Linked DNA regions of Mus musculus: all the other regions are linked to region 7. Evidence: chromatin contacts called from public HiChIP or PLAC-seq and promoter capture Hi-C data. All regions are on one chromosome and are shown on one strand. The core of a region is the stretch at or near the end of the contact, and the rest is flanking DNA. Distances in the headings are between cores, read along the strand shown. Region 1 holds the start of Aspg (asparaginase). Region 2 holds the start of Wdr20 (WD repeat domain 20). Region 3 holds the start of Hsp90aa1 (heat shock protein 90, alpha (cytosolic), class A member 1). Region 4 holds the start of Dync1h1 (dynein cytoplasmic 1 heavy chain 1). Region 5 holds the start of Kif26a (kinesin family member 26A). Region 6 has its middle 10 kb from the start of Ppp2r5c. Region 7 holds the start of Cdc42bpb (CDC42 binding protein kinase beta).

Region 1 (3,445 bases), core at 325-2,824, 730 kb before region 7:
CTGGTCTGGGGAGCAGAGCCCTCAGCTTAGAACCGTACTGTCCTGGGGTCTGAAGCCTGCTGCCATTTTGATCTCCTTGGGTGGTGTGTCTGCCACCCTGAGGAAGGAGCTTCTAAACCAGGCAGATGCCTGTTGGCCTCCGTCTCTTCCCAGGGCTTGCATATCCCCGGGGGGTTCGTAAGGGGCCTAGAAGACCTTCACCCATCTGAAAACCCACACCTTACTGACCTGGGCCTTCAAGGATTCATTGCACTTTCCTGACCCATCATGTTCTTCCACTGTAGCACACACGGGGACATCCAAGGGGCACGAGGCACAGTGTCACCACAGGTGGGACTGTGCGCAGAGTCCACTGGTCCCTTAGCTTGGGCCACACCAATTAGGTTCAACAGGACTGAAGTCGCCCAAGTGTCAAGCCGAGAGGGGAAGAGTCCAGGTGGGACAAGGTCCCGGTGCATAGGGCCAGTCCCTGTTCTAGGCAGTTCTGAAGCCTCCTCTCTAAGCTGTGTGCTGGGTTCCTCTCTCCTTTCCTCACACTGCACGTCCTGGTCTGGCCACACTTCTTCCTCAGCCCAGCAGCCACTCCTTCCAGGAGCCTGTGTTCTCAAAGGAGCCCTCAGAGAGTGGCCCCACTACAACCCAACAGCACACACGGTGCCCACTGCAGTAACTGACCCGCTAGCGTTCAGCTTCTTAATGGGTGCTGTTGCTTTGTCATCAGTCCAGTGAAGGCTAAGCAAATTGGCCACGACCTCACCTGCTAGTGGGGTGTCCCCGGGGGGCATTCCCCAGGTTGTCTCGACCAGAGGCAGCAGAATGTGTCAGAGGACAGACTTCCAAGCCCCTGACCCTGGTGCCCAAGCTCCTTGAGCAACCAGCTTGGCCCTCAGTTTAGGAAAACTAAAGGTTCTCTGCAGGGAGAGAGCAGGCAAGCAGCTCTGCCTGAGGCAGTGTTAGTCCCTCAGAGGAAGCTAGCTCACCCTAAGGGCTTTCATAGGCTAGAAGGTGTGGAATGTTCCAGCATCCTTCCCAGCGCCCCAGGCACAGAACAGAGCAGCCTTCCATGGTCCCTCCTCCCCCCATGAGTCTCATGGCTTCAGGGATAGATAACTTCAGGTCAGGAACATTTACTCTGCCCCTCACCCTTTCTAGGGCCGGGGCTCCAGCCACCAGAGCTCCCAGAGGAGAAAGGGTCCTTTCTCCCCTTTCAAGAGACAGCCCCAGAGTTCCCAGTGGCCCAGCCCTGAGGTTGTTCTGCTTAGGGCGTGGGGACACAGACTTACCTCCGCCTTCGCTCCGCATGCCGATGGTGCCGCCAGTGTAAATGGCCAGCAGCCGCCGCTCTGGTCCCATAGCACGCGCCATGGCTGAGACAGCTGGCTCCTCAGTGGGGACAGAGCCAAAGGGAAAACAAGACCGGGAAGCGGAGGGGACTGCAGGGTGGGGCTTACTGGAGGTCTGGGGCTCCTCTGGTTGGTGGGAATTGAAGATCCAAGGTAGGCTGGACCTCGGGGTGTGGAGGAGGAGTCACCTTCAAAGTAGAGAGCGGGACACTTGGACTCTTGTAAAGGGCAGGAAGAATGTCTGCTAGGGATGGGCTGAGACCATAGGAGGGTGGGGCCTCAAAAAGGGGCGGGTTTTCTGGGTTTGCCTTACCTAACTCAGGCCAGGGACCTCCAGAATGCCCAGTCAGGGCCACTCTCCAGTCCCAGTCTAGACACTCTCCACAAACTCCTTGAGTCTCTGAGGGTCCGGTCTCACTTGTGATCTAGAGGCACCAGGAGGGCAGGGAAATGCAGGAGCAGGGTCTTAAGAGCTAGGAGATCCTGATGCAGAGATAGCACACCTACTGTGTTCCTGAACTTGGAGCAGACCCAGCCCTTCAGAGGGAACTGAGCACCATCTCCAGAAATGTCCCCTCCCCAGAAATGTCCCCTCCAGACTACTTTAGGCAAAGGTGGGGCTGTCTCAAAAGGGATGGTGGGCAGCGATCCCCTGCCCTGATTACTTGCTGGGAGCTCAGGCCCAGAGGTTGAGAGTTAAAGATCTCAGTGGCACAGGTTCAGAGCCTAATTGAACCTCGTGGGGTGGGGGTGGGGGTGGGGACATGATGTTTTGCTATGTCTTTAGTCTCTCTGTTTTTTGAACACCCAAATCCAACCTATAATAGCACCCCTGGAGACCCTACTTATCCCCTTGTGCATCTCCTTCAATACTGATCTGTCACCCAGGACAGACCCCACCCTGTTAACACAATTTGACTTACAAACCCAGAATACCAAGTCTGACTAGGAGCAGGCCATCTCTGCTGATATCCCAGCTCAGAAGCTAAAGCCACGAAGGAACCAGGAGGAGTCAGCGGTCAAGTTCTTGTTCAGGGAACTCAGCTCTTGTTCTTCTTGAGTTTGCCCTCCAGAGACAGGATGGCAAGGGGTTAAATGCTATGGTGGGGACAGTAGCGGCTGTAAACAGGGCACAAAGAAGGTGATAGTGCTTCCACAGGTGACCAAGGTCTCCGTGTAGAGCTGCCATGGTGACAGAGTCAGGGCAGAATGGGACAAACATGTCAGGCAGTATGAGCAGGTACCCAGGTCTAAGGCTAGAACAACACTGGCTGGTATTTGCCAACTTGACACAAGCTAGTCATTTGGGAAGAGGGAACCTCAACTGAGAAAAGGCTTCCATACAACTGGTGTGGGAGGGGCCACCCACCGTGGGTAGTACCACTCTTAGGCAGGAGGTCCTGGGGGTACATAAGAAAGCAGGTTGAGAAAGCCATGAGGAGCAAGCCTGTAAGCAGCACTCCTCCATAGCTTCTGCGTCAGTTCCTGCCTCCAGGATCCTGCCTTGTGGCAGTCTAAGTTGTGGAAGCATAAGCCAAATTAACCCTTTCCTCCCTAGTTACCTTAGGGCATGGTGTTTCTCACAGCAATAGAAGCTCTAACTTAAAACACAAGAGCACTCACGGGGTGGGGTCACTGGCTCAGGAGGGAGACCAGGGGACACTTGAGATCCTTACAGTGAACAGCCTGCAGGGTGCATAAGCTGGTTTGTCCTAACCCGACCTCTGCTACCAGATGCAAGGACGAGTGGAAGACAGGTGGGCATCGGGGAGTGGGGGACACTGCGTGTAGGCGGAGGACCATGGTGTTGAGAGGGAGGTGAGCAGCGAGCCTGTCGGGAATGTGTGTCGTGCTGAAGCTTGGCGTGGGAGGCAAACGCTAGCTCTCTTGTCAACTGTTTTCCACACTGTGACAAGAAAGTAAAGAACATCAACTTACAAGGAAGAAGGAAGATCAGCCAGCATGGTGGTGCACACTTGCAACCCCAGCGCTCAGAAAGCTGAGGAAGGAAGGCCAAGCCAGGCTACATAAATGGGACCCTGTCTCAACAAAACCAAACTGACATGTGCATCTCTACACTGGGGGTGGGGAGCAGAGGCAGG
Region 2 (3,553 bases), core at 841-3,340, 640 kb after region 7:
GGGTCTAATTACAATTTTTCTAAGATTTCTTTTATTTTTTAAACTTATTTGTGTAAGCTGTAAGTGGGTCTCCAGAACCCAGAAAAGGACATCCAATTCCCTGGAGCTGGGGTTACAGGTAGCTGTGAGCAGCCTAACATGGGTTTTAGGAACTGAACTGGAGTCCTCTGCAAGAACAGTACAGGTTCTTCACCGCTGAGCCTTTGCTCCAGCCCCCAAATGTAGGTGTTGATAATATAAGCTTACATTTATTTCCAGAGAAAAATCTGGTATTTCAGTCAGAGCAGGAATGTTGAGACGGCAGTTCCTCTCAATGCTTGCTTTAACTCTAATTTACATCTCCTGAGTGTGTCAGGACTCTAATGGCCATCACAGCTATTACGAATTATAACATGTGCACTGCAGCCTCCCTTTTTAAAGAAGTGCAAAGGAAAGTTTCCCAGGTATCCAAGGTCAGCCAGCAGTGAGTCAGTAACAGGGTTGGGAACTGCACTAAAACTTCAGTTCCTACTCTTCAAACCACTGGATACTTTCCCAACCCCGAGAGAGGAGAGTCAACCAGCTATTTCCAAACGCTTCGGGAGTTCACTGACAAGAATAAAGACAAGTCAGAAGATTCACCTTGGACCAAAGAAACAAGCTTACGTTTGCACACCATCATTCCTTCCCTTGTCCTCCTAACCGTACAGTGCAACATAAACAGCAGCTGACTTTGGATATAGCCATCCCTGGGAACACGTCCTCTTCAATATGGACAACGTACTTTCCCACTAACTGAACATTTATAAGTGAATCTTCCATCACCTTGTCACATTCCGTTGGAGGTGCTATGGAGTGCATACATTTCCTTACTCTCTCAATGGTCAAAAGTTAAAATAAGCAATTCTTGCCAGTGACCAAAAAATAAAAAAATAAAATAAAATAAAAGCGCCAATAAATTGCTGCTTTTAACGAGACATTTTAAAACTCGATTGCATGCGTCACAGAATTACTGTTAAGTTCTTGGCTGGTTACTTTAAAGTAGCATTTAAGGCCTATCCCTCCCTGTTTGGGACATAGCCTGACTCGTTAGACAAGATAAATCTAGGCACGCTCACACACAACACCTCTGAAGCAACTTAGCCTATTTGAAAACATAATTCCAACCTCCCTAGTCTTGAGTACTCAGCCCTCTTACACTGCAAGGGACAGAATGACCCTCTTCAAAAACCTTTCGGGAGACGGTTCCCTCCGCGGAGACAATGACAGGCGACCTCCCGGAAAGGTTTTTGGAAACAGTGCTGACACCAGGAGAAGTGTCAGTGCGGCAGCAGGTGGAGTAGCCCTGCGTGCCGAGCAGGTCCTTTCTGACCTAGTCTCCAAGTCCTCCGCCTCCCTGTCCCGGTTCCGCCTTACGGACCTTTCCAAGCCGCCTCGCGTCCCGGTTCTCTCACCCAGGGCAGGACTCTCGAGCCTCCCGGGAAGCGAGGCCACCTAAAACGGCCGCCGCACCTCTTCCGGGGACTCGCAGGCCCGCTCCCGGGCGGGATCGGAACCTGACAGACCCCGCCGGGGGAGGAGGCGACCGGCTACTCCCGGGGCATCTCCGCGACCCGGCTCCAGAGCCCCCTCCTCCCCTAGGAGGCAGCGCTGCCGCCGGCGCCTCACTCCCGAAGCCCCCTCTCCTCCGGAGCACCTCAGCGGAGTTACCGGCCCACTCAAAAGTACAAGTGCCGGCCGCCCCCACCGGTCACCCCGGCCTCGCTGTCACCGCCCAGCTCCCGGCCTCGGCCCGCGCCGCCGGCGCGCCCCCGGTGACGCCCGGGTCGGTACCTTGCGGACCCCCTTGTAGATATAGAAGTAGAGCTCCCGGCCCACATTGAAGCAGAGGCGGTCGCCGTTGCCAGACTGGTCGTTGAGGTTTACGAAGGAGACGCGGACAGGGTTGGATCCCTGCGAGTTGAAGGGCACCCGGTTGGGCCGGCTGTACTCCGAGTGCTGCAGCAGCTTGTACAGACCTTCCCGGGTGGTGAATTGGGTCTTAATCTCGTTCATCTCCTTCCCTCCTCCCTCCGTCGCCATCTTGGAAAGCAGCGTTCATCCTGCCCTAAGTGCCCGGATCACGCCCACCGCGCAGGCGCCGTCCTCGGCCGCTCGCTTTCTCCACTCCCCACCCCCTTCTCCGCGGCCCCGCCCACTGGCGAGCCAGCCCCCACGAAGGCGGGCCGAAGCGAAGGGGGCGGGCTAGTTTTTAATGGTCCAACTGCGCACGCGCGCTCACCTGGCGCGCTCCACCCGGAGGGGCGTGCGCAAGCTCCTCCCCTGGGTGCCGCCCTCCTGGTGCGGGTCGAAGCGAGCGCGCTGAGCGTTGGTGCGGGGCTCCTGTCTCGCTCTGCAGCTTCGCTGAGGGACCCGATCCCTAAGAGACGCCACCGCGTTGGCCTTGGCCAGCTGGTGGTCCCGGCAGAGCCTGAGGCGAGCAGTGAAGTCCGGTGTTTGGACGTGTATGTCCCAGCTGTCCGCGATCCTCCCTGGGAAGCTAGGGAGGACTCCGACGGTCCGCTTGGGTGCGGGGTACCGATGCCTGGTGACAAGCCCCTCTACGTCTCACAGAAGATATCGATGGATTGGGCTTTATTACAGCTCAGGGTTTGGTTTGGTTTGGTTTGGTTGGGTTGGGTTGGGTTTTGTAGGCGGGGTGGGAAGAACCGCATGAATGTACAGGACTTGTGTTTTCAAGTCTCACCTGAAACCTTCCTGGTGAGCATTGGCTTGTTCTTGAGAAAGTAGGTTCTGTCGGAACTTCTGTCTCCTGTGCCTCTTAATAAAGGTTAAGCTAATTGATTTTCTTAAAGCCTCAAACGGAACCTGAAGTTGTTTGCCAGGAGAACCATCGAGTTGTGCTGAATATCCTGTACAAAGTATTAGGTGAAGGCAAGCGCACACATTAAAGTAGGACCTAACAGTCACCATTTGATGCTTCGATTTCTGGGTGTGTGCACTGGAATACAAAGGCTTCTAAAGTGATAAACGTTAAAATAGAATTCTAGAGCGGAGAAAATGTTACACGAAGAATGACCTATCCCTGAGAAATCCTGTCTGTAGAGCGAGCCCAGTACACTGTGGGCACCTGTGCTTCCAGACAGAAGGAATGCCTGAGCCCGGAGCTGGGAGGCTGCTACCCGAGCCCACAGACCGAGACTCCAACCTCACAAAAATTAATTGTACACAAGGGGGAGTGTTCTAAAGAAGTATAAATCATAGCCATTTTATGTAGTGGGAAGCAAGTACAGACACAGTAGAAACTGTGCCAGTGATGTAATAAGGCATTTGACTAACATCCTGTAGAACTGGCAAAAGAAAAAAAAAAAAGCACTACAGTAAATCCTTTTTTTGTTGTTTTTGTTTTTGATACTGTATTTCACTAAATAGCCCTGGCTGTCCTGGAACTCAACCAGAGATTAGGCTCCAACTCAGAAATCCATCTGTCTTTAACTACCAAGTGCTGGGCTTAATGGCATGAACCACACACCCAGCTTTAAAATCCTTTTTTTTTTTTTTTTTTGGTGGTTTT
Region 3 (3,606 bases), core at 524-3,023, 680 kb after region 7:
AAAGCTAATACCTCAAAAAAGAAAACTGTTTCTACTTAATGCCCCCACTCAGTTCAGAGAGGGGGGCCAGAGGTCTTTCCTCAGCTGCTGGGAAAGGGCCTCGTTCCCTGGAGGGAGGGCGAGATGGAGATGGGTGACTTTCTTCCTCTCCCAGAGGAAATTGCCTGCTGTGTTTTTGTCCACAGAGCACATTCTTTCTTCTTTCTTCCCCCCAACTCCCCCAGACAGGGTTTCCCTGGTTGTCCTGGAACTCACCCTGTAGACCAGGCTGTCATCAAACTCAGAAATCCACCTGCCTCTGACTCCCTCCCGAGTGCTTGGATTAAAAAGGCTTATGCCACCACTGCCTGGCTTCCTCTTTCCCGGCTTCTTTTCTTTCTAAGCTTTTATTTATTATTTTATGTGTATTGGTGTTTTGCCTACATGTATGTTTGTGTGAAGGTGTCAGATATTGGAGTTATGGACAGCTGTGAGCTGCCTTGTGGGTGTTGGGAATTGAACCTGGGTCCTCTGGAAGACCAGTCCATGCTTTTAACCACTGAGCTATCTCTCCAGCCCTTTTCTTTCTAATCTTAGTAATCGTTTTGTCAGCAGGAAAAGATGCGGAAATAGGAAATACAGGGTGGGAGTAACCCAAAGGAAAGGTATGGGGAGTGAAACCGAAGCCTATATTAAAGATAAACAAACAAGGAAACTATCTTTTGGGTCACGTTAATCGCCCAAAGTAACTTCGTATGTACACCATATGAAGGTGCTTCAAAAATCAGGATAGAGTGTTTTATATGACCATTTTTTGACTGCGTGTGCCTGTGCACCATGTGTGTTCCTGGTGCCCGTGGAGGCCAGAGAGGATAGTTTATTTCCAAGAACTGTAGTAACTGGTGGTTGTGAGCTGCCTTAACGTGCGTGTTTGGCACCACTAACTGCTCCCAGCCATCTCTCTAGTCCTTTACACTTATTTTCACACTGTGCGAGTGTGTGTGTGTATGGGCACGTGGGAGACACAGCGCTGAAGGCTAGCTTTTTTTCCCACGCTCTGGGTGGCAGATATCAAACCCAAGCACCTTTACTGGAAGAGCCATCTTTCCAGCCCCAAAATTACAGTAAATTAAGGTAGCACAAATTTGATACAAAATCCCTCACAACGCCCAATTTGAGGGTCATAGCTTTTGGTCAAAGAGAAATCCCCAAGCACTCTGGACGGATTTGTAAGACCCACCGTGTAAGGTCTCTCAGTAAGCCCACTGTAAGGCTTCAGAACACACTCCAGCGGGGTCAGCCCTGAAATTCAGACTACGCAACCAGAACCCCAGTCCGGGAGGCGCCCCACCCATCAAGGTGGAAGCCAGGGGGGGGGCGGGACTCGCCTCCTGCGGGGTCCGCGTTCCCAAAGGGAGCCCGAAGGGGGACCTTTTGCCTGCAAGGACCTAAAGCGCCGCAGAGGACCGCGAGGTTCACACAACACGCGCGCGTTCCCATGGGGACGTCCCTTTTACAGAGCGCCGGGGAAAAGAAGCCTTAGACCACAGGGCTCACATGGAGGCTTCAGGCGCATGCGCTGGCCGGCCCGTCCGCGCGCGCGCGTGCGGCCCGGGAAGGCGCCCGGCCCGCCGAGCGTTCCGGACTGCGCATGTGCAGAGCACCTGGCTGTGGAGGAGGGGCTTGCGTTCGTTCTCCGCGCGGGTTCGGCGCGCTCCAGGTGGAGGGGCGGGGCCCGTCCATTGCGCAGGCGCGGGCGCGCGGCCGAGGCGACGGTTGGGGAGGGTTCTTCCGGAAGGTTCCGGAGGCTTCTGGAAAGAAGCGCCGCGCGCTGGGCGGGCCCGCCTCTATATAAGGCCGGCGCAGGGGGCGGCGCGCCAGTTGCTTCAGTGTCCTGGTGCGGAGCGTCACGTCTCGTGCGTGTTCATTCAGCCACGGTGAGTGATGGCGCAGGCGGACTTAGCGGGGGCTTGGGGAGCAGGGCCGTAGGTTGCTGGCGCCGCGGCGGCAGCGGGGCCACCATCCGAGTTCCCTCAGCCCGCGGAGGTGGGCGGCCATGGCTTCCGACCCTAGGCCCCAGGCGGGCCTCATATCTACGCCCCAGGCCGGGGATGCGGCAATGGCCGCCGAGGAGGAGCGGTGGCGGCGGCGAGGCGGGCGCGGGGCGAGCGAAGCGAGGGTTGGGCTGTCGCCGGTGCCGCCGAGGCGCGGGCGGGCGAGGGAGGCGCCATAGCGGCGGGTTGGGGGAGGGTGGCCGTTAGGAACGGCGTGCGTGGAGCCGCCCGGGTCCGAACGTCCTCCCGGAGGCGCGCACATGCGCTTCGTAATTACCGCATTCTGAAATGAGGTCATCCCTTTGTCATCCACCCCCCGCCCCGTCGCCCTTTTCTATTTCGTCCCTTTCTTAGTCCAAAATAGAGTCGGTAAGAGACCTCTATAGAGGAGGGGCGGTCGTTAGCACGCCTGCAGCCATTCTGTGAGGCTTTAGAGTCGTCCTCTGTGTTCCAGATGCCTGAGGAAACCCAGACCCAAGACCAACCAATGGAGGAGGAGGAGGTCGAGACCTTTGCCTTTCAGGCAGAAATTGCCCAGTTAATGTCCTTGATCATCAATACCTTCTACTCGAACAAAGAGATCTTTCTGAGGGAGCTCATCTCCAATTCATCGGACGTGAGTATACCACTTGGAGGATTGGACGTTGCTTTCCCTGAAAATTTCACCTTGGGGTTTGCGCTTGACGGTTTTTTCATTTTTAATCTTTTCTTAATAGGCTCTGGATAAAATCCGTTACGAGAGCCTGACGGACCCCAGTAAACTGGACTCGGGGAAGGAGCTGCACATCAATCTCATTCCCAGCAAACAGGACCGAACCCTGACCATTGTGGATACCGGGATTGGAATGACCAAGGCCGACTTGATCAATAACCTTGGCACCATTGCCAAGTCGGGCACCAAAGCCTTCATGGAGGCTTTGCAGGCTGGTGCAGATATCTCTATGATTGGCCAGTTTGGTGTTGGTTTTTACTCTGCCTATTTGGTTGCTGAGAAAGTGACTGTCATCACGAAGCATAACGACGATGAGCAGTATGCCTGGGAGTCCTCAGCTGGGGGATCCTTCACAGTGAGGACTGACACAGGTAGGCATAGGCCAAAAGGAATGTATTCAATTGTAGGGGGTGTCTGGTTAACTTCAGTAAGTGCTTGAGAGGGTTAACTTGGAGAGTTGAAGAGTTAAAGAGCAGTCTGGCATACATAGCCTTAGTGCTAAGTCCTGAGCTTTTCAACAAAATTGTTAATCTAAAGGGAGCTTCAGGACCTGGGCTAGGAAATAGGAAAAATGTATGGCTGTTTGCTCAGTTGTACATCTTGGGCAAGGAAGTTAAAGCTTTGGAGACCTTTGCATTTGTGGGGAAGGTTAGCTGCTAGGAAACCTCCAGCAAGCATGGAGGCTTTGAATAGTAACCATTGCCCTTTTCTTTTCCAGGTGAACCAATGGGTCGTGGAACAAAGGTTATCTTGCATCTGAAAGAAGACCAAACAGAGTATTTGGAGGAAAGGAGAATAAAGGAGATCGTGAAGAAGCATTCTCAGTTCATTGGCTATCCCATTACTCTCTTTGTAAGTTAC
Region 4 (3,965 bases), core at 1,228-3,727, 780 kb after region 7:
AGGAGAAAGAGATTATTAGATAAACTGTGAGTTGAGGTCAGCCTGGTCTACAACACTTCAGGCCATCATTAGCTACACTGAGAGACTTCTCAAACAAGCAAACAACCAACAACAACAAAAGGGCGTGCATGTGCAACATCCGGGACTCAATCTCCAGCACAGAAGACACACAAGCTAACTCAGAGGAGACCTTAAGGCATCAACTTGGATTTAAAAGGATGAGATGGGGGGGGGGGTTGCTGTGGGGAGACTGGGAAGAAATGTAAATAAATAAAATAATCAATAAAAAAAAATCTTTCCCTTTGCTTCTGTAAGTGAACAAGAAATTAATGATATGCTAAATCACTAGGAATGCAAACAGGATTTTTATAAACACAGAAGAGTTATTTCAGTCTCAGACAGTCAAATTCCTTAGTCAACTTTCAAAAGTGCAAGTCATTATGGAACCTTGCTGGGATGCTGGATCATCCCTTGCTGAATAGACACTTGTTCCATTCCACCCTTGATACAAGACGGACAGATATGAGGAGAACAAATTACTAATGACAGAGCAAAGAGAAAAACTTGGGGATTTTTTTTCGTAAAGAGAAATCATGACTCATGGTTTTTGTGTTTTTATATTGAAATCACTAATTTCAATACACAAACTGTGCAACAAAGAATATAAAAGAATTAGCTAGGGCCAAACTACTCAAAATCGTTAAAAACATAGGTTAAAAATGTATTTTAATAAAATGTATTTTCACATACCCCGCAAAAGAGCAAGTAGGGATCAAAGGGCTCACAGGGCCCTGCTGGGGCAGGGTTCCAGATGACTTTCATTTCAGATATGTTTCAAATTTTCTACAGTTACATGGTCTTTTGGACAAAAATAGATTTCCACGCAGGAATAAATACAAACTCCAATGTAAAGGAAACCATCTTCAGTCACACTAACACTAGCCAGGCACTAATAGCATCCTAATGCTTTAGACATTGTGTGTAGATTGAAGAAAAATATTCTGCTATCTTCTAACTGCAGGCCCAAACCAAGGCTGTGTGAACATTTTGTAATTAAGAATAGCCTTAAAGCGATACAAACTATCGAAAGGACAGCCACTCTGGTTTTCTAACGGAACCACACAGCCTTTGGAACTCTAGGGAACTTGCTAGCAAATATTCTCAGTCCATCTTCAATCCCTAAGGGCTATTTTACTTTTAAACAGCACATCTGGGTTCCTAGGGAAATGCCACACCCATTCGCCAGCATGTCATACAAGTTCCCCAGATGCTACAAAGTGGTTTTAAAGCCTCAAGAAGGAAGGAGTCCTGCAAGCAAGCCCCCTATTCCAGATCAATCTAGGGATGTTGTGAGAGTCTCTGCTGGAGGACACAACGGGAACATGTCAGCTTCTTTGCCTCCTTCCCCAACTAGGTAAGCAACAGTTCTTAAGTCTTTGAAATCAGACTTAAATGTCACAGAGCTGTCATTAGGGTCATCTAAGCAACAATTTCAAGCCATGATCAGCAAAACAAGCAATTTGGACTGGAAACTGATATGCTGAGTCTAATCTCAAGGTCCTGTATTTTAGCTGGTGACCTTGGACCAGCCACGGGACTCAGTTTCCTGGTTTGTAAAACTGGGAGATACACCCACTCAACAATGATGCTGCGAGGCCAATGGAGGCCTACGCGTAGGCAGCCGCAGACAGCAGAGATGCTGGGTGACCAGGGCCTGCCCACTCCGGCTCCCGCCAACCCACCGGTCCCCGAGCCCACCCAAGGGCCAGCACCTAGGCTGTCCTAGACACACTCTTCCCAAAGCGAGCTAAGCTTGGATACGAATCGAAACCAAAAAAGCTCATGTGACTCTGGAGGCAGGGATGCGGCCCTGTGCCCAGCCGGGACCGGGAGACGCTGTCTCCACCCAACTCGGCCATCTTGAGAAGCCGCGGAGACAAAGCGACCCCACTGTGCGGGCGCTGGCGGTCCGGGCACCCTAGCTGCTCCACGCGACCGGGGAGGGGGCGCCGCGCACCTTTGAGGGTGGAGCGCTCCACCAGGACCGTGTGGACCTGCGGGTCTGACAGGAACTTGCGCATCTGCTCCAGGGCGCTCTTCTCCTCCAGCGCCGCCTCCAGCGCAGCCGGCGCGTCGCCGCCGTCCTCCAGCAGCAGCGGCACCAGCTTACGCAGGTGCTTCTGCAGCACCGCCACGTCCGCCACATTCTGCACCGCCGACACCTCCAGGCCGGCCGAGCCGTCCTCGCCGCCGCCCGGCTCCGACATGGCGGATCCACGGAAGGGAGAGAGATAGAAAGAGAGAGAGCGAGAGCCGAGAGGAGCGGCCTCCGGCACGAGAGAGCAGTGAGCGAGGGGAACCGGCGACAGGAGACGCTCTGCCCGCTAACCCGCGGCCGACTGCGGACAGCGGAGCCGGCTCCGCCCTAAAGGCCGCCGCTCCCGCCGGCCCCGCCCCGCCCGCTGGCTGCAGCCACCGGCGCCCGCTCGCGGTCGGCGTCGCGACGTTACGCATGCGACTGGAGGCGGGGCTATGTGCGGCGCCGCGTGGCCTTTTGGGACTTGTAGTCGGAGGGCAGGGCGGGACCCATTACTCTGCGCAAAAGTGGTCCAGGAACCGCGTCTGTCTTCATTGCCAGGTGGCAGAGAATATCACAGAGCCAGCCCCTCAGGCTTCATAAATAGTGTTTTAAGGATGCATTGACGAGAATTGACATTTAGTGAGAGTTCATCCTCTGCCCGACATTGCTATTAATAACCTGAGTTCTCCCGTTGAATGAATGGAGTCTGGAGTCCCAACTGCCCAGTCGTTATTAGATACACATTGGGAAGATGAGGACGTTTTTTCAGAGGAGATGAGGGGCATGCCCACAATGACTTCGCTAAACTGGATAGGGAGAGAGTGGAAGGGAGATGATTTTAGCTGAGGAACTGGCGTCTGAGGAAGGGAAGGTTAGGTATGGGTGGAGCAGCAACTGCAGTGCAGTCTAACGGTAGGCTAAAAGAAACCTGGATAGTAGGAACATCAAGCTACGATGGGACCTGGCTTCTGAACACAGTGTCATTTACCAAGCGAGGGTGATGTAAGAGAAGGACGCATGAGTGAATCCACTGACAACGGTAAGCTCCCCATACCTGCAGCACCCACCGCTCTGTGGGTTCGGGAATCTGGATCGGCAGGAGGCAGGGGCTCAGATTGCTCCTAAGTTTCCCTGCATCTGACCCATCACCCCTCCTCCCATACACGGAGGACAAGAAGGGCAGAATCTCTTTGCTTACTTTCTTAGGGTTAGTAACTGGCCTTTGAAAGTTCAGGTCATAACTTGCCTGTTCAATTGGGTAGAGGGAACTAAGCCAAAATGATCTTTAAAAATATAATAATGCCGAGTTAGAAAGCTGAGTCCTGATTGGTGGGATGATGGTGGTATGACTTGATTCTCCCAAATCATCTTTGGAATACGGGAAGCCCTACAATATGCTTATTCCTTGCACAATTGTCCTGTGCCAGGTCCCAGAGGCTGCTGATGGAGGCCCGAAGATTCTTCTAGAAGCCAGACAGAGAGAGAGACAGAGAGACAGAGAGAGAGAAAACAGATAAATATCCCCATTCTCCCTCCATCAGCCCACCCTGGTGTAATGTGTCATAAATAATCTTGCAGAGGTGAGAGGACAGACCCAAAGCTACTGTGGTGAATTGCTACTGTGGAATTGCTGGCGTACTGGCAGTGATCAATACTGAATGTCCACCTGACACTAGGTGCTGTGTTAGTGTTTCCCTCTGCCTATCCTGCAGAGATAGGAACAAGGACAAAAGACCGGAGATTCTGAAACCTGCAGGGACTTAGTGGGTGTGGGGCTGATTGCACACTGGCTGCACTGTGAGTCAGCACCTGGGAAATGCAGTCATTCAGTTATCCGAGGACTCACTCATCTGCAACCTGGCTCCACGCCAGGGGACAGATAGCA
Region 5 (3,444 bases), core at 415-2,914, 770 kb before region 7:
AGCCATCCCATCCCATTCGGGTCCACAGATCTAGCTGGTCTGAGAGGCTGTTAACATCCCCGCCACAGACAAGCCAGGGGACCTGGAAAGGAGCCCAGCATAGACACACCTGACTGGCATCCACCATATCTGACCCAACCCAAAGGAAACCCAGGGTCTCCTCCTAACCACAGCACTCCTTAGAGGTACTGGGACAGGATGGGGACTACAGGCGCTTCCCAAGGACTGTTCACCAAGGCTGAAGGTTAGAAGCAGCTTCCTGTGGAGACCCCCCACACCCCTGCATTGCACACTTCCAGAGACCATTGTTCCCTGGAACAATACTCCAGTTCTTTACATGCCTGGCAAGACTGGCCGGAAAGCCCAGTAGACTCCTCTCCCACCAGCGCCTGCCTGCCATGCTGCAGCCTGGGAAACCCCGAGGCTCAAGAGTCATTACCCACACGGAAGGCCTGGGCCCCAGAGGCAGAGAGCCAGGGCAGGGCACAGGCCCATAACAGACACTGAGTAGGTATGGGACAATGATGCACGGCCCCCGGGTGCAGAAAGGGGCCCACTCTCTCACCTTTTATGCCCTCTCTATACAGGCATGCCAATGTCCAGATGCCCAAAGTGCCTCACCATGACAAGCCCTGCCCTGGGAGTGAGGTCCCGTCTTCCCCTTTTCTACCCCTCCCAAACACAGACTGATTCCAGCTGTGGGACATCTGTGGCTAGGAAAGAAATTTACCCAACCCCCTATGACACGCAGCAGGCCTCCTAGGGTGAGGTGCACCAACACACACTCTTGCAGACTATGGCACGGGGTGGGGGTGGGGGCACGATGAACTCGCCACGCTCCAAGCCCCAGCCCCAAAGATTCCCAAGTTCCAGCCCTTCCCTGTTTGAGATATGGCCTGAAGAGGGGTCACTTACCCGGAGAGGAGTCCCGGGCCCGCTGACCAACTTCCACGCCTGTCGTTTTAGCTCCACGAGCTTCGTGTGGCAGTGGCGGCACCACCCGCCCCCACCGGCCGAGTGGCTCTGCTCAGCGCTGGCCCCGGCGCCCTCCGGAGCAGGGCGGCTGCTGCATGGGTCTTGATCGAGCCCGGCGGGCAGCCTCTTGCGCGGGGATACCTCAAGTGGCGGGGTCTCTCGAGCCGGGCCGCACTCAGCCACCTGCGGGGGTTGGAGATGGGACAGTAAGCCCAAACCTTCGCGCGGCGCCACTGCGGGACTCCACGCGGCCGACTCCAGACCCAGTCGCTCACGCCCCTAAAGCCACGCTCGCACAAAAGTTAGGGCCCTGGATGCAACGCCAGGAGTCCCTGAAGAAGAAGCCCCAGCCCGACGCTCGGGGCCCCGTCCCGCTCCGCGCCCCACCCCTAGAGGGCGCTGTACACCCCGCTAGCATCATCGTTGTCCTGGGCTCTGAACCCGGTGCCCGTCGAGCCCAGCCGCCCGCTCCTAGCAGGGCCTTGCGTACCGCGGGCTGCACCGCACACAAGGAGGCGCCGCGGCCGACCATGGCACGGTCGCAGGAAGGGATACGTTGGCTCTCGGGGTACAGTGGCTACGTGATCCGGCCCAGGGGCACCCCCATGGCCAGGCCTGCTGCTCTGAAGTTGGCAGAGCAGGCGAGTGGCGGAGAGCACGCTGTGGACGCGACCGGCTTGCTCCGGGACAGGCTGGGCGGGGGCGGGCCAAAGCTTGTAGGGGGAGGGAAGGGGGCGGGACGCCAGAGCGCCGCCCCCATCCTGAGCAGAGCCAAGTGGGCGGGGGTCCCGCTCCTCCTTGCGGCCCCGCCTACTGCTAGGACCCCCAACCTGTTAGTTGAGTGTTGATGCGGGAGGGGCGGTGGGGGCTGCCGAGACACAAGTTACGCGCACGCATGCGCCTCTGTCTCTCCTGAGCGAGGATGGAGTGCGCCTCCTGGGAGGCACCCAACACTCTCATCACTTTGCGAGCGGGAAAACTGAAGCTTTTGCCCAAGATCGCACAGCACGAAAGCGGGTGGGGGTGGGGGGATGGGGGGTAATGAAAGGGGCTGGACCCGGGCCAACGGCTTCCCCAGAACACCCAGAGCACTTGAGTGTGTCTGGCCATGCTTTGGCGCCAACTGTCTCTCATGGATGAGGGTCGTGTTTCAAGAAGTGCAGTGAGGGGCTACGAACTGTCTCGAAGTGTCCTTGCAGCCGCGCCTGTGCCTTAAAATGGATTGCACACTGAGCCGCCTGCGAAGTGGGAGGAAGCGCTGCGGCTTGGCCCTGGGGGTGTGCCGGACCTGTTGTCTGCCGGCCTGGCAGATGGGGAGTTAGCTCCGGAATTAATTGCCTGTTTGTCTCCGACCCGGAGGTCTCCCTCCTTCCCCAGCGACCAGTTGTTGCTCTCGCCCAAGTCAGACCCCAAATGTCACCACCTTCTGAGGTCGCGGGGGACTCCGGCCCAAGCTCTGGATCAACCCGAAACCCCAGATAGGAGCCAGGCGGGATCTGCGGCGTGGCTCCCCGTGACACAAGCGCCACCTGCCGGCCGTAGTGAGCACAGGTTTCGAGGGCGCAGAGACAGGACACCACGCGTTCTGAGCGCAGAGCTTTCCGCTTGAGGCTGAGACTTAGGACAGCTGAGCCAGGGTGATTCAAGGAAAGACCCTGGTCGGACATCCCCAGAGCAGTCAGACCTTCGCACGGTATAAGGTCTGTCAAACGACCTCTCCTTTCCCCACCTGGACCCTGCTTACTTAGCCCTCCACTCCTACGCACTATTGGCCAAGAGTGGGATGAAGATCCGGTTTTCCAGGTCATCTACGACTTAAAAGAGTCTGTAAACACGACAGGAAGTCATGAATAAACTGGGAACGGGCTCCCCACTTTCTGCAACCCCCAAGCCTCCAGGCCCTTCTCAGCCTTGCGAAGGGAAGACAGGCAGGCGACGGCCCACCATGGGATCCGGGTAGCCTCAGGCACCACCCTCCTCAGTCCACCCCTGCAAGCACTACAAACAGCGTCACCCCGCCCGCCCCTCTACCGCACTGAAACAAACACCCGGGGCCCAGGAGGCTCATACATTGTTATCGACTTACACACACGCACACATACTCCTCACACGCACACCGAGAAGCATCACCCGGAACCCAGGGCCTGCGCTCATGATGGGCCACACCCGCAACTTCACTTCCCCGCACCAGCGCGGTTCTTCGGGAAGCATACTCTACGTTCGAGTTCCCAGAGGACACAAAAACACAGCTCCACAAGACCCCGGGATGCACCAAGCAACCAGAATGATCTCAGAACTCAGATCACCTCCCCCTAGGCTTTTTCCTCGCCCATCCCTGCAAGGTGAGATAACCGCGATCTCTGCGCTACGCTCTCCTCCGTGGAAGATCGCTGCTCAAGGCTCGGGTTCCAGCGTAGCCTCGACTAGAGAGGGAGAATCAAGCGGCATCAGCTCGGGAAAGTGCAGATA
Region 6 (3,757 bases), core at 585-3,084, 940 kb after region 7:
CTGGGGTGAGTATGTGTGTCTGCTGTTTCCCCAGGAAAAGTTTTGTCACCCACCACTCTTTTGCATCTTAGAAGATACCTGAAGCAAGGGTGTTGAAAGGGGTGTGGACTAAGGTCAAGGCTGGTCTAGAAAGGAAGGCTGGCATGTAATTAGAGCGACACCTTTGGTCACAGACAGTAATGAGTGTCACAGACGCCTCCCTGTGGTCTTGCTTAGGAAGCAGAGAGGCAGAACCCAGGAGGAAAGGGGCCAGTGTTCCTGTGTGCACTTCTGTGAACCTCGGTGGGCAGGAGATGGATAGAAGCAGAAAAGAACTTTTCAAGGCACAGGATGATGTCAGCTGGGGAGGTGCTGAGTGCGAACAGAGTGAGTTCCAGGACAGCCAAGAATATACAGAGAAACACTGTCTCGAAAACCAAAAAAAATAAAATAAAATAAAATAAAATAAATAAATAAAGAAAGAAAGAAAGAAAGAAAGAAAGAAAGAAAGAAAGCAAGTGAGGGTTTGCCCTGCTTCCCAGGCTACTCCTATTGGCAATTGTCTTCTCCAGCCTGCAAGGGCACTCTAGCTCTCCCTACCCCCTGAGGGAACTGTAGGCCTCCCTCTCCATACTATCAGGTCCTCCCAGGCCAGGGGTTGTCTGGAATGGACAGGGATTCACAGCACTCAGAGATGCAGGTACGGGCTTCGGGGAAAGACCCTGAAAACCAAAAGGATAAAGCCCAGGGACTCCTAAAAGCTGGGGGTCTCATAGACTGGTCCCAGAACTACCATAATAAAGATGTGTGTTCGGGTGTTGATGAAAAAAATGGGAAACCAAAAAAAATGTTTTCAGGTAAACAGAGTAAGATACATACAATCCCTTCCTGCTCTTCTCCCAAATCCCTAAGTCCAGCGGAGAAGATGAAGTGGACAGAAATAACCCGAGGTGGAGAAAGGACACCTTAAGCTCATTAGCACCCCAGATTAGAAGACTGCAGAAGCGGGGTGCAGCTGAAGTGAGGGTAGCAGAAAGCTTGTCCGATGGGAAGCCATGAGAAAGAGCCATGTTCAAGGGCTCCCCTCCAGGGAAAGGGAGATTTCACTGCTCACCCCAAGTTCGCCGTTACTGGTTTTAACAGGCAGGAAACAGATGGCAGAGTCACACGGGTTTAATTGGGAATAAGTTAATGAAGGGATGGTGGATACAGGCCTGCATGGGTCAAACGCATCGGGGGATGGAGGAGTGTGCAGTGCTGCCAGTCACAGGTGCCACCTGCTGGGCAGTGAGGGCTGCCGGGCTTGGCAAGTAGGGCAGTCAGAATCAAGTGTGGTGGGCAGTCCGGGCAAATGGCCCTACTGTAGCCCTTGCTTCCCCTGTCTTCTCCCTTCCCAGGGTATCCCTTGGTCCTAAGCTAGCCTGAGCCAGAGAGAGCCCAGGAGGGCGTTTCCTGAAGCTTCTTGTTCAGGGCCTAAAGCATGGCTAAAAGACTGGAACTGGGCCTCAAGGGGGGCCTTTGGGTAGAGAGTAGTCTGGGGCCAGTGGGGAGGCTATGGCAAACTGCCACATTTGGAACTGGCAGGCTCCGGTTTATGTGTGGACTCAGTCTCAAGCTCTTTAAAGGAATGGCTCTTAGGATGGACACCTTTGCCCCCTGAGGTCCATTGGGCAATGTCTGGAGATATTTCAGGTTGCCACAACTGGGCATGTGAGTTGCTGTTACCCTTCCGTGGATAGAGGCCAGGGTCACCCAGCAGCTTCCCACAGTCTGCAGGACGGCCCCACCAGGAAGTGTCCTCCCAGCCCCAAAGTCAGCTGTACTGCAGTGTAGAAACCCTGCTCTACACTCAGGCAGAAGGGAAGTGATGTAACTCGTCTCCTGTGGTCACCGAGTGTCAAGACAGCAGTGAGGCAGAAGTCAGAACCTTGACCACGGACTTTAGGAGGAAATTCTCCACCTGGGTGGACTTGAAGCTGGCTGCACGTGCTTCACACCGACCTTCCTGTCCCCTCCTGGTCTGGGGAGTCACAGAGAGACTGCCTTGAGTATGTGCCAGCATCCCAGTTGTGGGGGAGAGGTACTGAGTGGGCCTTTCCATTGTCTCCACCTAGGAAAATGTTCAAGATGGAACACGTGCCATTGTAACTTTCTCTTTCAATTTTACTGTAGATGGACGTTGTTCAGGCTAAGTTTTTGTGGCTTCCCTGAGCTGTGCTATTCCAAATAAAATTCTAGGTAGGAACAGGATGTCAGACATTCCACTAGCTCTGGTCAGTGAGTGTGGACTCCTTGGAGTGTCCCTCAGTGCTGTTGACACTAGAGCCGCTTTCACCCACTCGTCCACTCCTTGTATCTTCAGTGTGTGTATGTTTGCACGTGTTTGCACACGTGTGCGTGTGCATGCTCCTGCACACCGAGGTGCAAGACTGATGTCAGAAATCACCTGCATCACTCTTCCATCTTACTCATTCACTTGGGGTCTCTCAGTTGAACTCAGAACTCAGAGCTGGTTCAGCTCGTCTTGCTGGTCAGAGGGGGTTACAAGGATCCCATCTTTGCTTTCCAAAGCTGGGACTACTTACAGGCAGCTGTCATGCCCCCCTCCTCCATCCCCCAGCAATTATGTGGGTTCCAGGGATTTGAATCTGGTCCTTGTGCCCGTGTGGCAAGTGCTTTAACCACTGAGCCATCTCCCCAGTCCTTCCCATTCTTGTTTTGACTGAAGACCTAGCTGGGTCTTGTTTGCTTAATGCCCTTGGGGCTCAGAAGCCTCACCGGTTCCCAAGGCAGTCAGTGACAGAAAGGTACAGGAAGATGCACTAAGGGCAGGCTCTCAGAGGTCACCAACAAGAAGTTAGGGACTGGGCACAGTATCCCACAGCTGTAATCCTGGTACCTAAGTGTGATGGTTTGCCAGGGAGTGGCACTACTAGGTGTGGCCTTGTTGGAGTAGGTGTATCACTGTGGGTGTGGTCTATAAGACCCTCATCCTAGCTGCCTGGAAGCCAGTATCTATCTGCCAGTAGACTTCAGATGAAGATGTAAAACTCTCAGCATCTCCTGCACCATGCCTGCCTGGATGCTGCCATGCTCCTGCCTTGATGATAATGGCTCTGAACCTGTAAGCCAGCCCCAATTAAATGTTGTCCTTATAAGAGTTGCCTTGGTCATGGTGTCTGTTGTTCACAGCAGTGAAACACCAACTAAGATACCAAGTAAACTTCTTGGGTGCCAAGTAAGCCTCTTAAGCAACTTCTTTACAGGTAGCTGTGAGGATGAAGGAGCAAAGGTGGCTCTTGATGAGTCTCAGTCCGCCATCAATCTCTCACCCTTATGGGGACCTTCAGCTTTACCCAGCCTAGCACCGAGTCTGCTGTGGTCACTCATTAGATAATGGTGGGACTGGAATGTCAGGCCGGCTCCTTCCTATACGCCTATAAGATCTGGGCTACTTAGCAAGTGTGTTCTGTGTCTCCCTGGCACCTAGAAACGTGCCCCTCCTCTCCTCTCAAAGGTCGGGATGCTTCAGCCAGCGATGACTTTATTACAGTTTCTTCAGCTCCTGGAGACGCACAGTGGCGTGAAGACGAAGGGAGCATATGCCCAGGGGACTTTTACAGAGACACTTGGCCTCCGAAATCATTCGTCGTGGCTAAGGGCAAAGGGCAAAGCAGCGTTGTCATTTGTGACGTCTTGTGCTATAGTCCTTCTCAGGAGTGTCACGAAGTCCACACAGTGTTGAGACTCATTTTACCTCAGCATGGTGTGTTCCCCT
Region 7 (3,647 bases), core at 115-2,614:
TACACCTGGGTCTGATCTGTCCCAGGGGTGGACGGCGTCCTAAAAGGCAGTGCGGAAACAGATCTGGGATGAGCAGACGCACTGAAGGCAGTTGGGTTGGGCACCTCAGACTGGTACCGGGGTGCAAGGGCAAAGTCCTAATTTGGAGGGATTAAATAGTCCAGCAGCATGCAATCAGAGAAGGGACTCAGAGTTGTCCGTTGGGAGTGGCTGGAAGTGTGACAGGGCCAGCCAAAGAAGACACTCTCGTGGGCAAGCTTACGGGACAAAGAAAAAGCAAGAGGGCTGTCAAGGAAAAAAAAATGCAGTTGGCTGCTCAGACTTTAGTTTTGGGTAGGATGATTCTCTTGGGCTTTAATTTTTAAGTTTAAACAACTGGGCATCACACACATGCAGTAACTCGTGAATATACTTTATATGTGTATAGATTCCTTCACAATAATAAAGATCTGACAAGGGTTCGCTCTATCCAACCTACAATACCGGGCTATTTTGCCTGCGTCTTAAAAACTAAGTTAGATACACACACATACTGACGCGCGTGAATTTTGAGGGCAGTTTGGAGGCTTATGTGTGTGCTTCGTAACCCCAACCAAGTCATACATCATTCCCAGCAGGCAGGGACTCTTCAGTCGCTTCCTGCTGGAGTCGCCATTCGGCTTTCCACCCTGCGCTTTGCCTCAGGCTCCTCTCAGCTTCCGGCTTCCAAACCCCACCTGCCCCGCCTCTGCTGCACCACAAGCCCCCATTCTTTTGAAGCAACCTTGGGGTCCACAAAGGGCTCCTCCTCTGCGGAGGTTGGGGATGTCATAAGGGATGTTTTACATCAACCTTCTGAGCCGTCCAACTGAGTGAAAGCGGCGACTCGCCTGGAGACAACAGTCTACTCCCCACCAGGTCGACACCCTAATAATCAGTCACGGGGTAGACTCTGAACCGATGAGACAGGGCACTGCGCATCCCCAGCGGCGCGTGCCCAGTGGGGAGCGCGCGTCCAGCGGACCCCGGAGCCTCCCGGCAGGTGCCCCGCCCGCGTCTCCCGTGCGCACTGGGACCCAGAGCACTGTCGGTTCACAGCTCAGACGAGCTCAACCGAAACCCAGCAGTAATGACCCGGGGGTCGCGCCGGACAGCTGCCTCGCTAGGCCACGAGGGTCGGTCCCGAGGATCGGGAACAGAGCCGAACTATGGGACCCAGGGCGCACACAGCGCGGCTGGGCGCCCCGCCCGCGCTCCTGTGCGCGTGCGCCACCCGCAATCTCGGTTTCGCACTGGGTACCCCGCCCCACACCGTCCCTACGGCGAACCGCGAGGCCCAAAGAGCGGAGGATCGCCGCGGGCCGAGGGCGGGGCGTCGCGCTGAGGTCAGCGCGGCGGCGATCGGCCCCGCGGTGGTTGGCTGCGCCGCGCTGGCCGCGCCCTGGTTGGCTTGCAGGTCGCGGGCTGGGCGGCTGGCCGGGCTGAGGTCGGGGCTCGGGCGCCGGCCGGGTGTACGCGGTGCTGGGCTCCGCCGCGGTCCGGGTCGGTGACGGCGCGCGCGAGGGCGCGGCCAGGCGCCGAGGGCGGGGACGGCGTGCGGGCGGCGCCTAGGGGAGGAGACCGGCCCATGGACCCGCGGGGCCCGGTGCCCCAGACTCGGTGCCGCCGGGACGGAGCCCAAGATGTCGGCCTAGGCCGGGCTGCGACGACAAGGACTGTGCGGCTACTGGACGCCGGGGTGCGCGGCCGCCGGGCCGGGGAGTGCTGGCTCTGACGCCGGGGCGCACGGACGGAGAGAGGCCGGCGCGTGGGGAGCGGGCCGCGCGGCACCATGTCGGCCAAGGTGCGGCTCAAGAAGCTGGAGCAGCTGCTCCTGGACGGGCCGTGGCGCAACGATAGCGCCCTGAGCGTGGAGACGCTGCTGGACGTGCTGGTGTGCCTTTACACCGAGTGCAGCCACTCGGCGCTGCGCCGCGACAAGTATGTGGCGGAGTTCCTCGAGTGGGGTGAGTAAGGTGCCGCTCGCCCCCCTGCGCCTCTCACTGCTCGCACCCGCGCCGGGCCTCCCTGGTTCTGCGCTCCGGAGCCACATCCTCCGTTTGCACTCCCCCCACTCCCGGCCATCGCCCTGGCCGCTTCCTAGACCCACCCTCCCAGTCTGGATATCATTTCCTGCAGCGCTCCCTGGGATATCCGCCCTGCCCCCGCCCCGGACTAGCCTTTGGGGTCCAGAGTCGAGCCTGGAGCTACCCCTCCTAGCCCTAGACTCTACCGGGTGGGAGGGCAGCCTCTGTGCCTTTTGCACCTCCTCACCACCCGCCCCTGCTCGGTGGGCCTTCCGAAGGCTTCGTTCCACAGCCCAGCCCCTAGGACTCCACCCAGGTGACAGCCTGTCCACCTCCCCTTGATGTCCACGGCTTGAATATCCCTTTCTTTTAGCACGTCCGAGCAGTTTTTAACTGTTAAAGGTTTTATATAAAATACAAGAACCCTCCCCCAACACCCCCAACCCCCGACTCCCTAATTGTAACCGTGTCAGACTGGTGATATTTCGGGGTGTGTGTGACAGCTAGAACTGTCACTTAAAAACTTATACATCTGATCTTGGGTATTCGGTTCATCTAGGGATCTAATGCAGTAATCATAGATCGGATGATCTATTGTGCTTTATTAGGACGAATGCTTGATTAAGTCATTCATTGACAGTTCTCAAGACAGGCTACAGTGTAAGGTTTCAACCAACCCGGACAGTAATTTCCCCTTAAGACCCTCAGTTCCCTCACAAGGACTAAGGAGGAGGAAGTGTGATTTAGGTTCAGGTCCAGCTCTGTAAATCTTGTCCTTGGTTGCTTTCGTCATTGGGCTAAGACTGTGCAGTTTGAACCAGTCATTTCTAATCTTCCGGACAGATAAGGTTGATATTTACAGGAGGAAACAAATGTGTTCCACATGCAGGCCTCCTCCTCTAACCGAAATCTAGAGCTGTGTGTAGAACTTCATTGTCCCTCAGTTTTAGAGGGCTTCTGCCTGGTTGCTATTCCGTGAGATGTTGCTGCAGCTGCTTGAGAGCAGCTAGGGGAGGTGTGGGGGCTTTGTTGTGAGGGGCCTCTCTCTGCTCTTGGTCACACAGAGGACTGAGCCCTTCCTTGAGAGCACTGGCTCTCCGGAGACTTAGCAGTGACACGATTTCCAGTTGGATAGTGAACTGATTTCACAGAGTTGCTTTGAAAGTGAGGTCTTTAGTGCACGCTGCAATCTGAGACTTCTCAACATTGGGTTTGCCATTCTTAGCACTGGATCTTGCGATCGAGGCAGTTCCGCAGTCAGGTTCAGCTGGGTGCCCTGCGCGAGGGATAGATACGTCGCTCTGCTCTGCTTGAGGAGAGGGAGGGCAGATTTTGTAATATTTGACCTTTCCAAATCTAAACAGAAGCTGCGTGCTGTCGTGTAGACATAGTTTTAAAATTGTGTTTTGTCTCTTGGAAATTGTGATTACAAATAAATTATCCTCTTAGTTCCTACTCTAAGCTTTTAATTAAGAGCAACCCAGCTGTGATGGCACCCAGCTGTAATCCCGGCATTCGGGAGGCAGAGACAGGAGGCTAAGTATTGAAGGTTAGCCTCAGCTACATTGTGACTTTGAAGCCCAGCATGGGGTATCTAAGAGA

Evidence for each region. Promoter capture Hi-C pulls out the DNA fragments that hold promoters and counts their contacts. HiChIP or PLAC-seq counts read pairs in DNA pulled down with a chosen protein or histone mark.
Region 1: a promoter capture Hi-C map of liver shows a contact between it and region 7, with 3 times the contacts expected there. The contact joins the promoter of Aspg here to the promoter of Cdc42bpb in region 7. A contact is called at or near these places in 2 of 39 promoter capture datasets (liver and pre-B cells).
Region 2: an HNF4G HiChIP or PLAC-seq map of pancreatic cancer cells shows a contact between it and region 7. The contact joins the promoter of Wdr20 here to the promoter of Cdc42bpb in region 7. A contact is called at or near these places in 3 of 39 promoter capture datasets (liver and stem cell-derived epiblast-like cells), 2 of 484 Hi-C or Micro-C datasets (embryonic stem cells and muscle stem cells) and 2 of 115 datasets of contacts at active chromatin or transcription factors (embryonic stem cells and pancreatic cancer cells).
Region 3: a promoter capture Hi-C map of liver shows a contact between it and region 7, with 4 times the contacts expected there. The contact joins the promoter of Hsp90aa1 here to the promoter of Cdc42bpb in region 7. A contact is called at or near these places in 3 of 39 promoter capture datasets (the 3T3-L1 cell line and liver) and 2 of 115 datasets of contacts at active chromatin or transcription factors (pancreatic cancer cells and trophoblast stem cells).
Region 4: a promoter capture Hi-C map of liver shows a contact between it and region 7, with 2.4 times the contacts expected there. The contact joins the promoter of Dync1h1 here to the promoter of Cdc42bpb in region 7. A contact is called at or near these places in 2 of 39 promoter capture datasets (both in liver) and 2 of 115 datasets of contacts at active chromatin or transcription factors (astrocytes and microglia).
Region 5: a promoter capture Hi-C map of cranial neural crest shows a contact between it and region 7. The contact joins the promoter of Kif26a here to the promoter of Cdc42bpb in region 7. A contact is called at or near these places in 2 of 39 promoter capture datasets (cranial neural crest and pre-B cells).
Region 6: an H3K4me3 HiChIP or PLAC-seq map of bone marrow-derived macrophages shows a contact between it and region 7, with 6 times the contacts expected there. The contact joins the enhancer-like site here to the promoter of Cdc42bpb in region 7. A contact is called at or near these places in 1 of 484 Hi-C or Micro-C datasets (rod photoreceptor) and 4 of 115 datasets of contacts at active chromatin or transcription factors (bone marrow-derived macrophages, embryonic forebrain, embryonic stem cells and 1 more).

What each region holds. Positions count from the first base shown.
Region 1 is chr12:112,104,812-112,108,256 of GRCm38.p6, reverse strand. Aspg (asparaginase) reads right to left here and starts at 1,574. Exons shown (of 15, transcript NM_001081169.1): 1 at 1,284-1,574. The coding sequence starts at 1,365.
Region 2 is chr12:110,736,537-110,740,089 of GRCm38.p6, reverse strand. It overlaps Wdr20 (WD repeat domain 20), which reads right to left and starts at 2,090. Exons shown (of 3, transcript NM_027149.4): 1 at 1,813-2,090. The coding sequence starts at 2,061.
Region 3 is chr12:110,694,562-110,698,167 of GRCm38.p6, reverse strand. Hsp90aa1 (heat shock protein 90, alpha (cytosolic), class A member 1) reads left to right here and starts at 1,773. Exons shown (of 11, transcript NM_010480.5): 1 at 1,773-1,916; 2 at 2,488-2,649; 3 at 2,750-3,116; 4 at 3,464-3,597. The coding sequence starts at 2,488.
Region 4 is chr12:110,599,907-110,603,871 of GRCm38.p6, reverse strand. It overlaps Dync1h1 (dynein cytoplasmic 1 heavy chain 1), which reads right to left and starts at 2,477. Exons shown (of 77, transcript NM_030238.2): 1 at 2,018-2,477. The coding sequence starts at 2,267. It overlaps Gm35558 (a long non-coding RNA gene), which reads left to right. Exons shown (of 2, transcript XR_381950.4): 1 at 1-3,119; 2 at 3,508-3,965.
Region 5 is chr12:112,144,428-112,147,871 of GRCm38.p6, reverse strand. It overlaps Kif26a (kinesin family member 26A), which reads right to left and starts at 1,664. Exons shown (of 16, transcript NM_001097621.1): 1 at 1,466-1,664; 2 at 916-1,158. The coding sequence starts at 1,507.
Region 6 is chr12:110,434,993-110,438,749 of GRCm38.p6, reverse strand. No RefSeq gene overlaps it. Among named protein-coding and RNA genes, the nearest start is that of Ppp2r5c, 10 kb to the left of the region's middle. Within about 2 kb of position 1,834, at least 72 of the 459 cell types and tissues checked have an H3K27ac peak or open chromatin away from gene starts, as enhancers often do. A contact at or near this core is called in bone marrow-derived macrophages and rod photoreceptor, where this site is marked.
Region 7 is chr12:111,375,435-111,379,081 of GRCm38.p6, reverse strand. Cdc42bpb (CDC42 binding protein kinase beta) reads left to right here and starts at 1,364. Exons shown (of 37, transcript NM_183016.2): 1 at 1,364-1,985. The coding sequence starts at 1,811.